Regions from separate parts of the Mus musculus genome. Here regions 1, 3, 4, 5, 6 and 7 are each linked to region 2. The links are chromatin contacts, called in public Hi-C, HiChIP or PLAC-seq and promoter capture Hi-C maps. All regions are on one chromosome and are shown on one strand. Each heading gives the region's core, a stretch centred on a gene start, on an enhancer-like site or on the middle of the called end of the contact. The rest is flanking DNA. Distances are from core to core; before and after follow the strand shown. Region 1 holds the start of Tmem119 (transmembrane protein 119). Region 2 holds the start of Tpst2 (protein-tyrosine sulfotransferase 2). Region 3 holds the start of Ssh1 (slingshot protein phosphatase 1). Region 4 holds the start of Fbrsl1 (fibrosin-like 1). Region 5 holds the start of Coro1c (coronin, actin binding protein 1C). Region 6 holds the start of Ep400 (E1A binding protein p400). Region 7 holds the start of Selplg (selectin, platelet (p-selectin) ligand).

Region 1 (2,700 bases), core at 163-2,662, 1.5 Mb after region 2:
GTCGTCCCCCCCACCCCCACCCCGCTCCGCATCCCCAGCAAAAGAGCAGAATACACGTGCACACACGTGTGCATGAACACGCACGTGTAGACCGCAATGGGGATCCAAGAAAGCATTGACCTCTCTGTGGCACTTGCAATCAGCCAAAGGGGTGCAGAAGAAGAAGCAGAAACCATTCCTGTCTCTGAAGAACAAGACCCCCTACTCTCAGAACTTCACCCCCCCCCCCAGTCTCTCCTTGCTCCCAGAGAAAGGTAGCAGGTGACTAAACAAGAGGACTCAGGTCTGCATGGAGATGGTCATGGGACCCTTAAATTCTCCAAGCCTCAGTTTCCCCTCTGGGGAACAGAAGAACTGACCTGAACAGGTCTGAAATGATTGCTGATGTGCCAGACGTCCTTTGCCTGCCTGCTCCTATACAAGCACTCAGGATTCGCACCAGAGGGAACTCAGTCAGACTGTAAACAGCCTGCCCAACAGAGAGAGCCCCTGATGGAGAGGTGGCTCAGAACAGCTCGACTATACCCTCCCAAAGGGTTGGGCATGTCAACCCTTTGAGCTCCAGTTTCCACATCTGCGCAATGGGGACAGGTCACAGCAGTGCCTAGCATGTAATAAATGTTAGCAAGTGGATGCACTTGTCCAGTATGCTCTCCCTGCTAGACCCTCTGTCTTAAGAGCTTCTGTTTTAAATTGAGATGTCCATGAATATGCAGATGAGGCGAATCCACCCCGAAGGAAGGACTGGGTACCCAAGGACCTGAGACAGCTAACCCAGAGCCTCTGTTCTACCAGCCCTCACTCAGAAACGGATGGCCAGTGATGGAGAGGCAGGCCACAGAAACCTGGCTTCAATTAGGAGACTGGGGGGGGGGGGGCTGTGGCTGAAACATTGTATGCCTAGCCTATTCCCTCAGGGCCTGCCTGCAAGGACAGGGTCCTGGTCCCTCAAGAAGAGGCTTGGAAGGAGCCTGAGGTCTCAGAGTCTACACATAAGCTCACACACACACACACACACACACACACACACACACAAGTATTCCAAGTGGTGCATCAGACATCCCAAACACAGCCTACCGCAACACACGGGACAATACAAGTTTACACCAGCAGCACACTGGCCCTGGAAACGTCGCCCTGGCACCCTCTCTACATCCCAACTACACGCGTGCCGCCTTCATCCATGCTCACACATCTAATCACATATCTAATCACATGGGTGCTCACGGCCTCAAACACACACACAGATTGCACGCACACTTAGGGATTCTGCGGAGTTCTCCAAGAGTCCCCAGCAGCAGGAGGCAGAGACTTACCAGCTCTGGGTGAAGGACCGGGTGCAGCTGCCAGGTAGGCAAGCCAGGCCCGCTAGACGGTCTGACTGTCTGCCTGCCGTCTGCCGCCAGCTGCTCTGGCTGGTGCCTGCCCGCCTCGGCCTCCAGGCCCTCCCCTTTCCTCCTCCCTGCTGGGCTGGAGGGCCAGCTTGATTTCATTAAGAGGGCTTGGGGTGGGGACAGTGTGGGGCGGGACTATGCCGGGCCACCCACAGTCCCACCCTCTTCACACTCCAAGCTTGCTTCTTCTTGACCTCAGGTCCCCTGGGCAGGCTCAGACAGACTGACAGACAGAGGGGCTTCCAGGAGAACGTTCCCAGAACTCTGAGCTGAGGTCCGTCCCATCCCCCACACTCCCTGAAGGATGAGGTCAGGAAGATCTGGGGCCCCTGGAAGTGGGAAGGAAAAAATCTCCGTGGCGTGGCCCAATCCAGCTGTGACTCAGGATTTCCAAGCTTAGGGTGCAGAGTGGGAGTGGGGGTGTCTCAGGGAAACCTGGGGATGCTGAGATCAGGCACTGCCCGGGCCCTTCCTCCCCTGGCCTCAGTTTCTCCATTCTTAGGGGGTCAGGGTACTCCCTGAGGTACTGACATCCTGAACTCTGAGACCTCACTAAGCCCTAGTAGGGCAGTTTGAGCAGAAGCTATGAGCCCATTCCACAGAAGTGGAGAGGGGGTGGGGAGTTCAAATACCCTGAAGCACCATAGGTAACTGATCCATGGGACCTGGCACTCACTCATTCATTCATCCACTCACTCATTCATCCAGTCATTCACTCACTCATTCATTCATTCACTCACTCATCCACTCATTCATTCATTCACTCATCCACTCACTCATCTACTCACTCATTCATCCACTCACTCATTCACTCACTCATTCATTCATTCACTCACTCATCCTCTCATTCATTCACTCACTCATTCATTCATTCACTCACTCGTCCTCTTATTTATTCACTCACTCACTCATCCACTCATTCATTCATTCACTCACTCATCCACTCACTCATTCATTCACTCACTCATCCACTCACTCACTCATCCACTCATTCATTCATTTACTCATCCACTCACTCATCTACTCACTCACTCATCCACTCATTCATTCACTCACTCATTCACTCATTCATTCATTCACTCACTCATCCTCTCATTCATTCACTCACTCATTCATTCATTCACTCACTCATCCTCTCATTCATTCACTCACTCACTCATCCACTCACTCGTCCTCTCATTCATTCACTCACTCATTCACTCACTCACTCATTCATTCATTCACTCACTCATCCACTCACTCATTAATTCACTCACTCATCCACTCACTCACTCATCCACTCATTCATTCATTCACTCACTCATTC
Region 2 (2,700 bases), core at 7-2,506:
CCTTGCTCTTTGATCTTTCTTCACCCATAAATAGTATAAAACTCCCAGAGCTGTGTCGTTAGTCACAAAAAAAAAAAAAAAATCTCAAATATGCACTCAGTAAATGCTATGTTGTGTGGTTTCATTTTTGGTAACTGGCTTCACCAAGACGGGGACTTTGTCAGCCCAGCATCTCCCACAGGGCAGGCACTGTTTTATAGACTACATGAATGAATGAATGAATGAATGAATGAATGACAAACACATATCTGTGTGCCTTGCTTTGTCTGGCCTGTAGAGATATTTGTGTTAGTTGTAACTAGTATAAAAATGAATTTCATTTAGTTTTGTACAGGTTTGGGGTATACGGTTTCACAACACCCTGGAAGGTCAAAGGATTTGTTTGGGTGGGAGGGGTACGTCCTTGTATGATGTGGGTCCCTCATCGAACTCATGTCGTCAGACTTAGAGGCAGGCGCTCTTACCCACTAAGCCATCTCGCAAACACCAGGATTTTATTTTCAATATTTATTTTTATTACTGTGTGTCAAGGCACACGTGTGGAGGTCGGAGACAACTTTGTGGAGCCGGTTCTACTCTTCCATCTCTGCACGGGTTTCGGGGATTGCAAGCGTCTTTACCAAACGAGCCATCTAATGTATTTTAAAATGGTAAAACACACCACAACTCGTGCGCGCGCGCGCGCGCTGTAAACAGAGGCTATAGAGGACGCAGCGAGAGGCTAGCCTACACCTTCTCCTTTGCTCTGCACACCTTGGGCTGGCTCCTTTCTGGGACCCAATCCTGTACCTATAGTGCACACCCCTGCGCTGACGGACAGCCATCCCGCTCAGCGTCTGAACGCCAGCTTGTGGCTGCGCCCTCAAGGATGCCGTGCAGAGGAGGAACGCCCTGCGTAGTTAAAGGAGCCAGAGCAGCAAGCTCTAACGGCAGGGGCTCCGCCCCCGGGGAGGAGATGAGGGCGGGGCAACGCTGGAAGGGGCGGGCTCTCTTGGCCACACCCCTTGCGTCATGGCGCTAGAGGGGAAGCTAGGGGAGGGGGAGTGGCGGAGGCCGTGCGTGTGGGCAGGGCCTATCTGGGTCCCGCCCCCAACCCTCTGGGCAAGCCTGGAGTGTCGCGGCTCTAGCGATAGACGTTGGGGGCGTGGTCAAGCACTAGGCGACAGGGGCGTGATCACGAGTGGCTCCGCCCCTTGCGTCACGACACGCGGCCCCGCCCCTCGCGGCGCCTCCCTGGCGGCCGGCAGGGAGCCGGAGTCTGCGCGGGCGCCGATTTGGGCACGGTAGGTGGCAGCGGCCTCGGCCAGTACCAGGTCAGGGCTGCGTGGCGCGGTCCGGACGGTGGGCGGCGCGGACAGGCCTGGTCGCCGCGGGAGGACGCGCGTGGCCTGGAGCCCCACCCGCGCGGCGCCGCGGGGAAGTTAACTTGCGGAGGTCGCGGCCCACGGTGGTTCTTAAGAACGCGTAGACCTCTCTTGCTCTGCCCTGTTTTGCTTGCTTCCTGCTTCACACGTGGGAAACTGAGGCCTGGGGTCACGTGCCCGGGCGCTGGGACTCACAGCTAGGACGGGGCAGAAACTCTCCCGCGGGGTTTTGTGCGCGCGAGCGAGCGTGTGACCCTCCCCCCTCCCCCCAGAGGTGGCTGCCCCTGTACCCACTGCTCCCGGTGTTCATACTGTTCCTTGCCCTCCCCAACCCCTTGTTTCTTTCATTCTAGCAGGGATGCCCGATGGTTAGTTAGGCCCAGCTTCTGCATTGGGGCAGATCGGGCTGGGAGGCTCCGGCTTAGTATTGGGGACATGCCCTTTCTCCAGCCTCTGTTTCCGGACATACAGAACTGGGTTTGTTTCGTTACCCTGAAGAAGCTGTTAAGTTATTTGTGAACCGCTGTACCCGCCTTGCCTCGCCTTGGGCTCATTCCATTTACCATATCTTGTTTTAAAAACCGTATCTAAGGATTTTTTTTTTTGTAACACTTTTTCTGAAGGTCTGATCCACTAACCATATAAATCTTCTTTTGGAAGTAAACTTTAGGTGGTTGGTGGGTTTTAGGATGCTCACATTACGCACTGATCCTCGTCTACTTTTAGAACATTTGTACATCCCCCAAAGCAGCAGTCCCTAACCCTCAACTCCCAAACCTCTTTCCCCAGACCCCGGCTCACCTTCATCTACACTACTATCTGTCTATGGATTTCTCTGCTCTGGGTGGTTCTGTGTATGGTTCCTCATGTGCATAGTATTTCCTAGTGTGGATATTGTGTGTGTGTGTGTGTGTGTGTGTGTGTAGTCCATTGGTTTGTAGATGGACAGTGGGTTGATGTTCCTTTATGGCTGTGATTAGTATTGTTGCTGGGAATACACACACTGTATTTCTCTTTTCAGTTTTGCCTAAATTTCAGGATCCCTTTAAAGTTTAACCTATTGAGGAGCTGCCAAACTCCCAAAGTGCCTTACCACTTTACTGCCTCTGGAATGTGATGGTTATGATGATATTTGTGACCAAGTCTTATCTACCTCAAGCTGACCTTGAACCCCAGACTCTCCGGTTTCAGCCCCGGAGTGCTGGAATTAGAGGCTTGTGCCACTTGCCTGGCTTGAGGTTTCCCATAAATTCTGAATATGTTTCGTTTCTTCTGAAACATCAGCGTCTTCCTGGCTTCAATGCATTTGTTATAAATGATTTCCTAGTTCATTAGT
Region 3 (2,700 bases), core at 9-2,508, 1.7 Mb after region 2:
AAGCTTCGGGACTGAGTGGCTGAGCGGGTGTGTCTACTAACGCTGACTTACATACTTCCAAAAGGTAAAGCCACAGGCTGTGAGTTACATCTCAACTAAAAAAAAAAAGATTAAAAGCCTAAAAATGTGTCTAATACAGGAACTGGAAGCGACCAAGTGTTAAATTCCCATAACATTATGGAAGTTGGCTAGAAATCCAGGCTGAGAGCCAGGTGTGGAAAGCTCTTCTGAACTGACAACATCTGAGACGCAGAGGCAGGGGGCCAGCCACAACTACATGATGAAGGAAGGAAGGAAGGAAGGAAGGAAGGAAGGAAGGAAGAGAATTTCGGCTGCAAAGGCCTGTACTGCCCCTCCCTGCTTCCCTATGCTCCTGTAGTTTCCTAGGAAGAACACAAGATAAAAGGCACTTTGTAAACTGTTGTAGGGGAACCGAGCTGTGTGGGAAGAGAGGCCTTACTACAATCTAACTTCTCAGTTGCCCTGCCTAATTGTGTGCAAAGAGGAGGCAACCAGAACCTTCTGCCTGCAGATAAAACTCATGAAAGAGTCTCAGACAGAAAGGGCCCTGGAGGCTTAACCTCACAGCCATTCTGCAAAGATGCCTGCCAGTCCCCGCAAGACGAGCCCAAAACGCACCAACACGGGCACGCAGGGGTGCTGAGCCAAGTCTCACGCAGACACACAACCCCGGGAGAGGGCCCAGATTCCAGCTGGCAACTTCCTGGGCCTGCGGGGCTAGCCCAGCACAGCGGGGCGTCCCCTGCAGCCGGCTGGGTCATCCGGGGTTTACTCCGAGGCCTTAAGCTCATCAGGGGAAGGGGGTGGGATGAGCCCGGCTGGGGTAGCACAGCCTGGGGCAGGCCGTCCTGAGGACCCGGACGCTCCGGTCCCCATCTACCCCGATTAAGCAGCATGAGCTCAGGCCCCGAGCGGAACCCGAGACCCTGCAGCCCAGAGCCGACCAGAGCCTTTCCTGGTGCCCTGCGATCTGGAAGCATCCCCCCCCGCCCCCCCACCTCCGCGACCCCAGCCCGGCGCATGCTCAGTCACCGGGACGCGGGGACGCCCGCACCCCAAGGGCGGACGCACCTCCGCCTCACACCTTGTGGGAGGGTGCGGCCGGGCTCACCTCGCTGTTGCTTGCGGAGGAAGACGCGGCGCTGGGCGTGGGAGAGCGCTGAAGGGTCACCAAGGCCATCGCGGCGCGGGCCCGGCCCGGGGCCTCCAGCAGCCGGCCGGGCAGCCGCGCCGGGCCCGCCCCTCGCTCCCTCCCTCTTCCCTCCTCCCTCCCGCAAACTCCCCACCCCCCACCCCCTTCCCCGGCTCCGGAGTCCGCCGGGCCCGCAGCGCTCGGGCAGTGATGCGCATGCGCCAGTGACCGGCCTGGGGCGGGCCCCGCCGCGCGGTCACGTCCACTCGCGCGCGCCCCCGCGCTGGCTGCAGCCGCCCGGCCTGGGCCCCTCCTCCGCCGCTAGACTCGCGGGCAGCGTAGGGAAACTGAGGCCTCCGAAGGCAAGGCCAGCAGAGCAAAGCTGCCCAGAGTTTGTAAAAGACTCACTCGTTTATTCTTTCAAGGAAAGTTACTCTGCTCATACAAAGTGCGGGGCCTCCCCCCACCCCACCCCACCCCCGGGACTGTGAAATCCGCTTGCAGAGTTGCTTTGCATAGGATTGGGGTGTAGCCCAGTAGCAGGGTGTCCCGCCGGCCTACTCAAGGTCCTGGATTCCAACGCCTGCACCACCAAGGGCTGATCTAATCTTCGAATTCCTTCTGGTGTCTAGAAACGCAGACTAGTGGGTGGCGAGAGGAAAGGCTTCTCGAAGGAGTAGTACTTGCTAGGAGGCAGGATTTCCGTGAGCTGGACTAACCCACGGAGGGAGAGAGAACTGTGGGCCGGCCAGAAGCTTGCCCGGGGACAGCAGTGGGGATAAGCGGGCGCGTTGCATTGGCTTTGGAAAGGTTGCCAGTGGGCCAGGGTGAGGGACCCCAGCAAGGCGGTACTGGGCAACTTGATAGAAACTTCTCTTTCACAGAGCCCCGACCCCTACTCTGGACCTCTTGTGGTACCCAAGCCTTGCTAATCACAAGTCTCCAGTCCCACTCCATCATCCTCAAAGCCCGAGAGGAAACCTGGCTCCTCCCTGCCTCTTCCACCGTCTTGAGGGTATCAACAGTCTCCATCCTCAAATAAGGATTGTCTTTCTTTTTAAATTTTTATTTATTATTATCTGTGTGTGTGTGTGATATGCGTATGAATACATGCATGAATCAAATTCAGGTCACTAGCCTTAGTGGCAAGGCTCCTTTATGTACCATGTAACCAACCCTTAAAGGGGATTTTCAGTGGGGTTACCCCGCAATGTAAGGAAGTTTCCAGTTGCTCGTATTTAACAGACGCTCCTGCTAAGTGCAAAGAGTCTCGGTTTTTAAAGATCTGAGAATGGCGCCATTAACTGCCCCCTATGTCGACACAAAGCATCCTCTGCATTTTCAGAAGGCAACTATGTCAAAACAGGACTGAGTATACTTTTTGTCTGTGAATTTGGTCCACAGTTTTTCAGCACTAAGTAAGACAGGTTTTGAATGGCAATACCCAGCAGGGCTCCCCTCTGTTTGGAGCTATTCTTTGGCTGATAGATGATCACGAGTGTTCCAGAATGCCAGCTTTGTGTGTGTGTGTGTGTATATCTGTGTAT
Region 4 (2,700 bases), core at 142-2,641, 1.8 Mb before region 2:
GACCCCAGGGTTAGAATATGAACTTGGGGAAAACTCCATTTAGATATCCAATGACCAATTCCCCTTTCTCAAGCTTGGCCTGAAACTGGGAAATCGCAGGTATCAGTCAGGGCAAGAGTGAATAGGGTCGCAGTAATCCCTGCGACCACAGCCCAGCAGATGAGATGTGGTCCCCAAAGTTTTCACCCAGACAGAGATCTCTGCATTGCTAGGGGTTTGAAGGTTCTGCTAGTGCCCTGAAGGCCTGACCAGCATTTTCAACCACTTGAGTTCCAGAGACACAGTGACTACTCACTCACTCACTGACCATTTCTCTCACTTCCTTCTCTTCTACTAACCTGAGTTCAGGTCGGAAGGACACTTTGCTCAGCAAATACTGTGCACGACAACTCAGTCAAACACGTAGTATTCTTAGCAAATCTATTACCTATACCCATGCAATGATCACCAAGAAGGGTTTGCCAGTTGACTCCCGGTTCCCTCCAAAGAACCCTTAAGAGATCATAGGACAGGAAGAATCCCAAGTGTCCATTTTATCGTCGCTGCCTCCCCGAGGCCCAACAATGTCCAAATCCCCAGCTGGTCCCGGACGCAGCGATAACTTGGCAACAAGTAACGATCGCTGCAAAGCCCGCTTAGGTGGCGTGGTTTAAGTCCTCCCACACACCCCTCACTCCAGGTCCTCTTCCTGGCAAGGTTGCAGCGCGGGGCCAGGAGGCATACGTATGCGTTTCCTTGGTCCCGGGTCTGGCCTTCCAGCCCACCTACCTCCAGGGCCTCCAGGGTGCTGAAGCTGGCTATAGCGAAGCCGTCAATAACCTCCTCCTCCTGCGAGCTGGACTCGCGGCGACGGCGCCGCGGGGGGCGCGCAGCGCGCAGAGGCGTAGGGCGCTGAGGCGGCGCGCCGTGGAGTCCCGCGTTCTCCTTGCCAGGACTGGGCTCTGGCTCCTCACCCGACGACGGGCTCTGGGCGCGGGCGTCCCGGGCGGCTTCCCGACGCCGGCCGCGATCTCGCTGCGCGCGCGAACGCCGGCTTGGCCGGACCTTGGCCTCCATGGCGGCGCCGCGGCGGTGACCTTGGCGCCCCGCACCGCCTGCTACGCCGTGCCGCCGGGCTGCGAGGGCGCCGCGCGGGCTCGGGGCCGGGGCGGGCTCGGGACCGGGGCGGGCATGCCGGGCGCGGGCTCTCAGCACCGGACGCCGCGCGGGCTAGGACCCCGGGTCCCGCGCATCGGAGTGCGGCGGTCTCTCGGCGACCCTAGACCAGGTCCCCAGGGACACGGCCCATGGCGACCGGCGGGCAGCGGCAGAAGGCGGCGGGTGGCGGAGCTTCTGAGCACCGGGACCGTGAGGCAGACACAGTAGTGGCAGCGACCAGAGCGGATAACAACTGACGCACTTCCGCCGGGCCGGAGTGCCAGAGGAAGCGGGCGCAGCTGGGGGAGGCTGACCCGTCGACTCCGCCCCACCCTGGCCCCGCCCTGACCCCGCCCTTCCGGACTAAATGGCTCTGCGCTGAGCGGGCCCTCGCCCTTTCACGTTAAGCCCCGCCCCCGAAAGGGGGGAAGCTTTCCCTTTGCTCCGCCCCTGCAACAGGCCACACCCGTTTGCGCACAGCTCTTTAGAATTCCGACCCCCCGACCCTGTCAGATCACGCCCCATTCTTCCCGGCTCCACCTCTCTTGTCTACGCTTTCTCAGTTCCTTAAGCCCCGCCCTTGCCTTCCGGTCCTGCTCACCTGTGCAGGTCGCTGAGCCTAGTCATGGTCAGATCCCTCCTACTTCATGCCTCGCCTTGTTGACCACGCCTACTAGGCAATTAGTGCTCGCCTACAAGTACTGCCCAGCCACCTACAGCGAGTTTGTGGCGATCAGCGCCTCCCCTTCCGCCCTTCCCGTAGGAGGTGATGGGTCTATGCACCTACAGTAGCTTGGGGCAAACTGAGTGGAAGCACGTGAGAGAGAGTAGGTAGGTTGGTGCTGGGGGCTCACTGTGCTGAAGTCCTAGAGGCAGCGCGTACGTCATCGTCCACCTGCAAGCCCTCAAGCCCAGTTTCACTCTGGTCCCCATGCAAAATTAGGTAGCGCCCTGAAAACCAAACCCTCCAGTCTCAAGTAGTCTTTCCTTAGAGACCTGCCTACACTAGTCCAAGGACTTGGGGACCGCCGATAGGAAGTACAAAACTAGACAAAACCGTGAGTTTCCTCAGCAACTTCCCCAGTTGGGATGCCCTGGAGCTGGGCACGAAGTCTCAGCAATTCCTCCAGTGAGAACATTTGACATGAAGAGAAGGGAGGTGTCACAGCTTGGGCATTGGGCACTGAGTGAAAAGTGACATTGAGCCATGCCTACATCTGGGCAGCAGAGGCCCTGAAAGGAAGCAGACACGACTGAAGAATGCCCCTGGACAGGACCTCAAGTGCACATTTTCTGGCTCCTGAGATGGCCACAGGCTCTCTGCCAAGACGTCCCTTGGGGCATCTGGGAACGTGGCCTATCATCCACAAGTGTGCTCTTTCACTTAACAACACGGGGACCAACACACCTGCCAGCCTACCTGCCAGCCTTCCCTCTTCTTCCCATTCCAGATTTTATTACAAAACTACTCAGAGCTAGCATCTAACTAGCTAAAGAACCCTGTTGGAAAGACGCAGAACCAAGGCAGCTCCTCATTCCTGCTAACTGTTCTCTTTTAGACAC
Region 5 (2,700 bases), core at 105-2,604, 1.6 Mb after region 2:
TCACTGCGTGTGACACACACTCCCCAAGTCTCCCTAGGTCAGTGTTCTCTAACATGTCCAGAACCAAGCACTGTGTTCAGCTGCTCTGAAGCTGCGGACAGACAGGAATATGAACTACCATTTGCCTTCACACCCGAGAAGGAGGCAGGAAGCAACTACTTGTACTTCATCATGTTCTTCCCTCTACTAGCAGGCCCTGGTGTCAGGGTGCTGCCAGACAAGGACAATAAGACGCTTTATTATATAGGGTGACTAAGAGCCTCGCAAGTACTGTTTTAGAATATAATCCCGGTAGGGAAGGCCACGGGATGGGAGTACAATTATTTCGTGCCAACCATTTCCAAAACTAAACATATTGTGGCCCTGCGAATAAGCACGCTCTGCGGTCAATTCTCTTTCAAATGCTTACAGGAAGCAATTCCGGGAGAGACGAACAACTTGCAATTTGCTTCTCACTCTGAATCCCACGACCGAAATGTGTAGAGCAAGCCGTTCTGACACCACAAAACAAGGGCAGCCTACATGAAGGCCAAATATAGGATGTGATTCTAAACCACGACGGAGAGAAAGCCTGCATTTCCTTTTCCAGCCTGCAAAAAAAAACCCTTTGAACACTCCCAAAAAAGGACGTCGGGGCCGGCACCTCCCTCCGGGAGGAAGCCCCTTTCTTCTCCGAAAGCCCTGCAGCCGGCTACTTCCCCCCAGCTCATTCACATCACTGGAGATAGATAGGGCTGCTGTGCGTACGCCCGCCGGGGGACCGGCGGCAGAGCTGGGCTGGGCGTCCCCACCCTCCACCTCTGATGTCATCCTAGCCATCTCGGCGCGGCTGAGCCCCACCTGCCCCGCGGGTCACTAGGTTCCGCACCCGGGACAGGGTTCCTCCTCCAGGCCACGCCACTGCAGCCCGCCCCCGCCCCAGGTCTTCAGGGTCCAGGAGGCCATGCACTGCGAGCCAGGCGGAGCCCCGCCCGGGCGCGCCCCGCACACCGGGGGTCCCCCGCGGACCCAGCCCCACGTGAGCGCTCGGCCGCAGGCTCTTCGCAGCGCTCAGACACCGCCTCACGGCTGCCGGGCCCACGGCTGCCCGCAGACGGCCATTCCCCAGCCGCAGCGCCCGGGGCATGCGCGTGCGCCCCGCACCACTCGGCGCCGCCGGCTCCTGTCAGCCGAGAGCTTCACACGCGGGGTCCCGGAGGCCGGCCCGCCCGCCCCGGGCTCGCTCCGGAGCTGCCCCGTCCTGAGCGCGCGCTGCTTACCAGAGCCCGGGTGCCTGAGGCGCCGCCGAAGTCCCTGCTGCAAAGCCCCGCGAAGCCTCCAACCGCTGCCGCCTCCCGCCTGGCACTGAGCGCCGCGCGGGGGAGGGGCGCGGCCGCCGCTGCCCAGGCCTTCGCGCGCGCGGGCCCCGCCCCCGCGCCGGGGCCGCGCCCAACCAGCGCCGCCGAACCACGCTTCACCACGCCCACTTCCGGAAGGTCCCGGTTAGATGCCCGGCTCTCCTTAGAGCGCCCCCTGTGGTGGCGCGGGGAGGTGCAAGGAGACTCGGAGCCCACGCCCGCTTTCCGGGGCACTTGAATGGCCGGGTGGCCACGCCCACGGGCTCCTTCCAGCCCCACCCAGGTCTTTAGAACCAGAGCGGGCGTTCTTAAGCTCCACCCACGGCCCTGCAGAGCCTCTCTATGAGGATGGTCGTTTGAGCGCATCTAACTGCCCACCGAGTCCGTGAGCAGGGCTTGGTTTCCCCCCGCCCCCAAAACCTAGCTTCCCCCAGTTGAGCGCCGCAAATCCCCGCTCGGATTTCCTGAAGACCCGGGGAACCTATGATCATCCTATTTGCTGTACCTCAAGCCCCGCCCACAGCCCTGAGCGTACTTAAACCGTAAGCCCCGCCCCAAGTTCTTAGCCCCACCTCCATCAGGGCTGGTTCAACCCTCTCACCCACGCTCTCTCCCACTACTCTCCAGGGCAGGGTGGCAACCCTTGGGCTGGACCACACCTATGAGAGAGAGCTAAGGAGAAGCAATGAAGACTCCCTGGCTAAAGTCCCTCCATATGAGCACGTGGATATGTGTCCTAGCCCTGTTACTCTCAAATGAAGTGACCCAGGGACCATTTCACTCACCTCTTTGGATTTCAGTTTCCTAATCTTGAGTGTAAGGTTATCCCACTATTAGCCAAAGCCCCTTCAGAAATATCAAGCTTTGAAATACCAAGATCTAAGGAAACTGCGTCCAGAGATCTGGGCCAGCTGAGGGGTTGGGCCATTTATTTCCCAAAGCAAGGCATCTTTACAATTCGCAGAGGGATGAATTTTCACTTTGTTTTAGCCTCAGAGATGTCCAGGAATCTGTGGTCGGCATTCAGTGGTAGAACCCCTGAATTCTTGTTGCAGGAATTAAGATAAACTGCCACCTCAAAACAGAAGGCACACGCCTTTAGTCCCAACACTGAGGAGGCTGAGGCAGGTGGATCTCCGTCAGTAGTTCCAGGCCAGCCTGGTCTACATACTGAGTTCCAGGACATCCAGGGATATGTAAAGAAACTCTGTCTCTAAATAAGTAAATAAAATAAAATTAGGCAAAGTGTGTGTGTGTGTGTGTGTGTGTGTGTGTGTGTGTGTAAATTATGTGTTGTGTAAATCTAGGTCTACCAGAATGAAGCAGCTTGCTCAGCAAGTTTTTACTCTCTGCAAAGCTCAAT
Region 6 (2,700 bases), core at 53-2,552, 1.5 Mb before region 2:
ACGCAAGAGACTGAGGTAGGAAGATAACCTGAGGCCAGGATCTGAGGCCAGCCTGGGACACAAAGATTCCTCTCAATGGCAAGTAAATAAAAACAGCCAGGCATGATGTCTCACACCTGCAAACCCAGTATCAAGGTGGAGGCATCTGGATTGCTAAGAATTACAGACCAGCTTGGACTACTTAATGAGTCTAGTCCAGGCTGATTCGGACTTCCATGAGACTTTTTGTCTCAGAAAACCTAAATACGTAAAAAGAAGATTTAAAGTTAACATGTGGTTTGCCTTGTGGCCATCCAAATTGTATAATTCATATTCATTCATTCATTTTCTCTCTCTCTCTCTCTCACACACACACACACACACACACACACACACACACACCCAGGTACAAGAATCGCGGATCTTCGTGAGCTCAAGGCCAGCCTGGTCTAAATGGCGAGTTAAAAGGCCAGCCAAGGCTCCAGGGTAAGACCCTGACTTAAAATGGAAAAGCGAAACAAAACCAAAACCGAAACAAAACAAGGACCGTTTTTGCCACACGTATAATCGAGAGCACAAGTGACAAGTGCCAGGGATGAGCGCAACCCCCAATTCCAAGTCGCGGTGCTCCAGGATACTGGACCTAGGGACAGACCTGCGGAGACAGCGGCTCGGCGGCTGATGGTACACCTCCGAGCCCCGGCCCGGGGAGCTCTGCCAGATCCCCGGCGTCCTTCCCGCTCTGTCTCCGCTCAAGGCTCTACGTCGCGAAAGGAAGCCCCGCGCGCCGCGGACCAACGGTGCCGCGGGCGTTAAGAGCCCCGCCTTCCCGAGCGCTCGGAAACGGCCGCGCGCCTGCCCAGAAAGAACGGCGCACTCGAGAGCGCTGACCAGAGAAGGGCCTTGCTGAGGCCGGACCACGCGCCGAGCCACCGACCGGTCCCCTCTCAGCGCCGCCCGGCCCCTCGGCCCCGCCCGCCCACGACAAAGCGCCGCCGCGGCCTGGGCCCGCCGCGACGCCAGCAGCAGCAGCACCGCTAAACACAACCGCTCGGCACGCCGCCGTTGCCGCCTACCACCCACCGTCCCGCCTCTCACCCGCTGACGCTATCCCGTTCGCTTGCACCGCGAGCAAAAGCCGCGCTCCGCCGCGTCAGGACAGCCGGGAGGCTCGAGCGCGCCGCAGCCGCTCGGCACATCCGGGTCCACGGGCACAGGAAGTAGCAGCGCCGGTGCTACGGCGCGCGGCGAGGGACTAACGGTACCTATCCTGTAGGGCCGCTCGCAGCCGCGCGGGGTCGCCTGAAGCTGAGGCGCTGCTGACGGCGGAGGCAGGACCGAAGCGGCTTCTTAAGCAGGCGGTTAGGGGCGGAGCTGTATGCAGGAGGTGCGTTGGGCGGAGTTTGGAGAGCGGAGAGCCACCTCAGGGCCGCCTCCGAAAGGCCTCATCCGTACGAGGCGGGACCGCTTCGGACAGGACGAGGGGAGTCGGCGCACGCGCAGGGAAGGGCTGGGGGGGCTGAGGCGGTGCACGCGGGCTGGGGCGTGGCCTCATGGGTACAAGGCGGAGCCTCAGGCCTCGGGGAAGTTCCGGTAGACTCGGGAAGGGGCGTGGCCTCGTCAGTTGGGGGCGGACCCCGAGTTTCACTCAGTTACGCCACCTGGCGACTCGCTCCAGCGGGGGAGGCTGTTTAGGAAAGCTCGAGCGGACCTGATCGCATCCTCTGGGTGTGCTCCGCCTCCGTGGGAAATAGGGGACTAGCCCTATGAACAAAAAGGCGCCTGAGGCGCAGTGAGCAGAAGTCTGAAAATACATCCAGCATCATTAGACATCACAGAAATGCAAAAGAAACCACGACCCAAGAGGAGGTAAGATTGTAGTACGAGTTTGAAAAAGATTTTATATATATATTTTTTGTTGTTGTTGTTTTGTTTTGTTGTTTTGTTTTGTTTTGAGACAGGGTTTCTCGGTGCAGCCCTAGCTGTCCTGGAACTCACTCTGCAGACCAGGCTGGCCTCAAACTCAGAAATCCACCTGCCTCTGCCTCCCAAATGCTGGGATTAAATAAAGGCATGCACCACCACTGCCCAACAAAAGATTATAATTTTAAAAACACTATAAAAAAAAGGAAGAAATTAACTGAGCTTCGTGGCACAAGCTTGTAATTCAGTGGATCTCAGCCTATGGGTCACATATAAGATATCCGGCATGTCAGATATTTATTTCCATTACAACTTATAGCAGTAGCAAAATTACAGTTATGAAGTACCAATGAAATATGGTTGGGGGTCACCACAACATAAGGAGCTGTATTAAAGAGTCACAGCATCAGAATGTTTGAGAACCACTGCTATAATCCCAGAACTTGAGGCTGAAGCAGCAAGATCTGGGGTTCATGCTGGCTTCATCCATTCATCATGTTTGAGGCTGTCCTGGAATACATGAGACCCCATCTCAAAATAAAAAACAGGAGGGAAATGTGTTAGGAAGGAGCCAGTGGAAGTTGTAGGGAATAAGGGGAAATGAAGAGAAGGTGGATATGACCAAAACATACATGCATGAAACTCTAAAATAAAGGATCTTTTTAAAAGCTCAAGATAGGGGTTGGTGAAATGGATCAGCAGTTAAGAGCACGGACTGCTCCTCCAGAGGTCCTGAGTTTAATTCCCAGCAACCACAGGGTGGCTCACAACCATCTGTAATGTGACCCAATGCTCTTC
Region 7 (2,700 bases), core at 170-2,669, 1.6 Mb after region 2:
AAAACTTTTAAAAATAATAAGACTAAGCCAGGCAGTGGTGGCACAGGCCTTTAATCCTAGCACTTGGGAGGCAGAGGTAGGTGGATTTCTGAGTTTGAGGCTAGCCTGGTCTACATAGTGAGTTCCAGGACAGCCAGGGCTACACAGAAATCCCGTCTCGAAAAAAATTAATAATAATAATAAAATAATAGCAATGATAATGATAATACCAACTTAAAAAAACAATTTCCTATGAACAAGTACTGTTTTCTCAATCTGATTTAATTAAGAAAAAAAAAAAGGCAGGGCTGGTGAGATGACTCAGCGGTTAAGATTGCCGACTGCTCTTCCAAAGGTCCTGAGTTCAAATCCCAGCAACCACATGGTGGCTCACAACCATCTGTAACAAAATCTGATGTGCTCTTCTGGAGTGTCTGAAGACAGCTACAGTGTACTTACATATAATAAATAAATAAATAAATAAATAAATAAATAAATAAGAAAAAAGGGATTAAAGTGGAGGCTGGATGGCTCTGAGGGTCAAAGTGCTTGCTGGGGAAGCCTGCTGACCTGAGTTCAGTTCCCAGAACCCACTGTGGGAGAGAACTGACTCCCCCAAGTTATTCTCTGACCTCCACACATACTGCATAACACTCATGTGCCTGCTCATGCGCACAAGTGCCCATGCCATATGCTCATATGCAAATAATAGTTAATAAATAATAATAAATGAAAATAAAAATTTAGATCCAAGAAGGCTGGTATGGTGGTGCATATAACCTATATAACCCTATATAACCCTAGCATGAGGCCAAGGCAAGAGGCTAGCCTGGGCTACATAGAGTTCCAGGCTAGCCTATGAACAAATGGAGACCATATCTGATTTGAGAGAGAGGGAGGGAGGGAGGGAGGGAGGGAAGAGGAGGAGAGAGAGAGAGTATCCCAAAGAATGTTTCATGCCTTAACAACCTTGAGACAAACTCCACGACTCGTCCAGACTCAGTCTCAGCTCTGGCCTTGAGCTTCCCACAGTTGAGAGGAAGGGTGGGATAGTTTCAGGGCAGAGGACCCGGGCTTCTCTGAGCCTCCACACAGAGACTGCAAGGCCAGCCTGGTAAACAGGCAGTAGCTGAGCATTTTCAGCTAAGGATGGAGAAGCCCAAGTCTCCTGGGAGACCTCGGCCCAGAACGTCAGCACCACTCACAAGGGCCCAGGCACCTTGCAAAGGCGGGCTCCTTGTCCCTTGGGCCCCCAGCCACTCCCCATGGTTTTTCGAATCAGACTTACCGTGCCCAACAGAGCATGGGGCAGCTGCCTCAGGGCCCAGAAGCAAACGACTCTGCCTCAGTGACAGGGCCCCAGTCCACACTGCCAGACACTTGTGGTCCCAATCTGCCCGCCAACCCCCAACGGCAGGGTGTGGAAGAAGGAAGCGAGAATGAGGTTACTCAGGCTGGTCACGTGACGCGCCCACACCCCCTTGTTTGTGACAGCTTTGGTGACAAGTCTGATTAAAGCTGGGTGGGCAGTGTGATGGCGGTTTGTTGGGACTGATAACAATCTTGAAAGTTCAAGGAAGGTATGGGGGGTGCTTACTGTGAGGGGACCTCTACATGAGACCTCAGAGAAGAGTCACAGCCTTGTTCTATGGGCAACTGGAGAGAGGCAACCAGAGAGAACCCCTGCCATGGAGGCAAAGGCCAGACAGAAGGGAGGGAGGGTCTCAATGGAGATGGAGAATGGGAGGCAGAGGGGCAGGAACTGCAAATCACCCACCTTTTTGGAGCTTATGCATAGAGTGTTTTTTGTGTGTGTGCATGCTGGTGTGTGCACACGTGTGTGCTTGTGTGCACATGTGTGTATGTATGTGTGTATGTGCATGCATTTGTACATGTGTATGCTCATGTGTGTATGTGCATGCATTTGTACATGTGCATGCTCATGTGTGCATGTGTGTATACATGTGTATATGCACATTTGTGTACGTGTGTGCATGCATGTACACGTGTGTTTGTACATGTGCTTGTGTGTGAGTCACATGCATTCTTGTGCATACTCCCCAACCTCTCCACGTCTCCACAGCTCAGCTTGGCCTCAGGATCCTCCTTTCTCTGGGGCTACGAGGCTTTTCCTCTCACAGGGTTCTACATAACTGGGTGTAGTGGCTCTCACTTTTAATCTTAGTGGTGGGGATGCCAAAGCAGGAAGAGTACTGTGGGTCTGAGGCTAGCCTGGGCTAAAGTTACTCGCCAGGCAGTGGTGGCTCGAACCTTTAATCCCAGCACTTGGGAGGCAGAGGCAGGCAGATTTCTAAGTTTGAGGCCAGCCTGATCTCAGAGTGAGTTCCAGGACAGCCAAGGCTACACAGAGAAACCCTGTCTCAAAAAACCAAAAAACCAAACCAAACCAAACCAACAAAAAAGTAAGACCCTGTCTTAACTGCTCCATGAAAAATCCAACAGTCAAGGACTCGCCAGACAGGGAGGGTCATTCCCCAATGGATTTCTCCCTTATCTGTTCCTTTGCCCAACAGATTTCCTTTGCCTGTATCTCAGGTTGATCAGCAGCCTTGGTCTCATACAATCCCCCTTGTCCATGGGATGGTGAGGCCAGCCAGTAAACAGGCTGGTAGACCATGACCACATACCCTCCAGTAAAAGCGACACTCCAGGGTGAGCTACGGGGTCAGGCAGGAGATGAGGTGAGATAGATGAGGTAAA

What was found. Promoter capture Hi-C pulls out the DNA fragments that hold promoters and counts their contacts. Hi-C and Micro-C count contacts between places; a contact is called where the count stands out from the background. HiChIP or PLAC-seq counts read pairs in DNA pulled down with a chosen protein or histone mark. Capture Hi-C pulls out chosen DNA fragments and counts their contacts.
Region 1: an H3K4me3 HiChIP or PLAC-seq map of the 230-238 cell line shows a contact between it and region 2, with 6 times the contacts expected there. The contact joins the promoter of Tmem119 here to the promoter of Tpst2 in region 2. A contact is called at or near these places in 2 of 39 promoter capture datasets (the 3T3-L1 cell line and the C10 cell line), 1 of 484 Hi-C or Micro-C datasets (B cells) and 1 of 115 datasets of contacts at active chromatin or transcription factors (the 230-238 cell line).
Region 3: a contact with region 2 is called in a FOXA1 HiChIP or PLAC-seq map of pancreatic cancer cells. The contact joins the promoter of Ssh1 here to the promoter of Tpst2 in region 2. A contact is called at or near these places in 2 of 39 promoter capture datasets (the 3T3-L1 cell line and pre-B cells), 1 of 484 Hi-C or Micro-C datasets (the G1E-ER4 cell line) and 1 of 115 datasets of contacts at active chromatin or transcription factors (pancreatic cancer cells).
Region 4: an H3K27ac HiChIP or PLAC-seq map of extraembryonic endoderm stem cells shows a contact between it and region 2, with 12 times the contacts expected there. The contact joins the promoter of Fbrsl1 here to the promoter of Tpst2 in region 2. A contact is called at or near these places in 3 of 39 promoter capture datasets (frontonasal cranial neural crest and liver), 2 of 484 Hi-C or Micro-C datasets (CD8 T cells and uterus), 2 of 115 datasets of contacts at active chromatin or transcription factors (extraembryonic endoderm stem cells and thymic regulatory T cells) and 1 of 9 other capture datasets (adipose tissue).
Region 5: a promoter capture Hi-C map of pre-B cells shows a contact between it and region 2, with 5 times the contacts expected there. The contact joins the promoter of Coro1c here to the promoter of Tpst2 in region 2. A contact is called at or near these places in 3 of 39 promoter capture datasets (the 3T3-L1 cell line, liver and pre-B cells), 2 of 484 Hi-C or Micro-C datasets (B cells and the G1E-ER4 cell line) and 1 of 115 datasets of contacts at active chromatin or transcription factors (pancreatic cancer cells).
Region 6: a contact with region 2 is called in a promoter capture Hi-C map of adipose tissue, with 3 times the contacts expected there. The contact joins the promoter of Ep400 here to the promoter of Tpst2 in region 2. A contact is called at or near these places in 2 of 39 promoter capture datasets (frontonasal cranial neural crest and maxillary cranial neural crest), 1 of 484 Hi-C or Micro-C datasets (B cells), 4 of 115 datasets of contacts at active chromatin or transcription factors (embryonic forebrain, microglia, pancreatic cancer cells and 1 more) and 2 of 9 other capture datasets (adipose tissue and liver).
Region 7: a Hi-C map of B cells shows a contact between it and region 2, with 13 read pairs. The contact joins the promoter of Selplg here to the promoter of Tpst2 in region 2. A contact is called at or near these places in 3 of 39 promoter capture datasets (the C10 cell line, the HPC-7 cell line and pre-B cells), 4 of 484 Hi-C or Micro-C datasets (B cells, CD4 T cells, CD8 T cells and 1 more), 5 of 115 datasets of contacts at active chromatin or transcription factors (the 230-238 cell line, T-cell acute lymphoblastic leukemia, large pre-B cells and 2 more) and 1 of 9 other capture datasets (liver).

What each region holds. Positions count from the first base shown.
Region 1 is chr5:113,798,984-113,801,683 of GRCm38.p6, forward strand. It overlaps Tmem119 (transmembrane protein 119), which reads right to left and starts at 1,413. Exons shown (of 2, transcript NM_146162.3): 1 at 1,317-1,413. It overlaps Gm42004 (a long non-coding RNA gene), which reads left to right and starts at 1,583. Exons shown (of 5, transcript XR_878692.2): 1 at 1,583-1,668.
Region 2 is chr5:112,275,489-112,278,188 of GRCm38.p6, forward strand. Tpst2 (protein-tyrosine sulfotransferase 2) reads left to right here and starts at 1,257. Exons shown (of 7, transcript NM_009419.5): 1 at 1,257-1,283.
Region 3 is chr5:113,992,532-113,995,231 of GRCm38.p6, forward strand. Ssh1 (slingshot protein phosphatase 1) reads right to left here and starts at 1,259. Exons shown (of 15, transcript NM_198109.5): 1 at 1,133-1,259. The coding sequence starts at 1,201.
Region 4 is chr5:110,447,112-110,449,811 of GRCm38.p6, forward strand. Fbrsl1 (fibrosin-like 1) reads right to left here and starts at 1,392. Exons shown (of 19, transcript NM_001142642.1): 1 at 769-1,392. The coding sequence starts at 1,056.
Region 5 is chr5:113,907,352-113,910,051 of GRCm38.p6, forward strand. It overlaps Coro1c (coronin, actin binding protein 1C), which reads right to left and starts at 1,355. Exons shown (of 11, transcript NM_011779.3): 1 at 1,260-1,355.
Region 6 is chr5:110,769,415-110,772,114 of GRCm38.p6, forward strand. Ep400 (E1A binding protein p400) reads right to left here and starts at 1,303. Exons shown (of 52, transcript NM_029337.2): 1 at 1,078-1,303. Gm15559 (predicted gene 15559) reads left to right here and starts at 1,535. Exons shown (of 2, transcript NR_152254.1): 1 at 1,535-1,848.
Region 7 is chr5:113,829,082-113,831,781 of GRCm38.p6, forward strand. It overlaps Selplg (selectin, platelet (p-selectin) ligand), which reads right to left and starts at 1,420. Exons shown (of 2, transcript NM_009151.3): 1 at 1,268-1,420.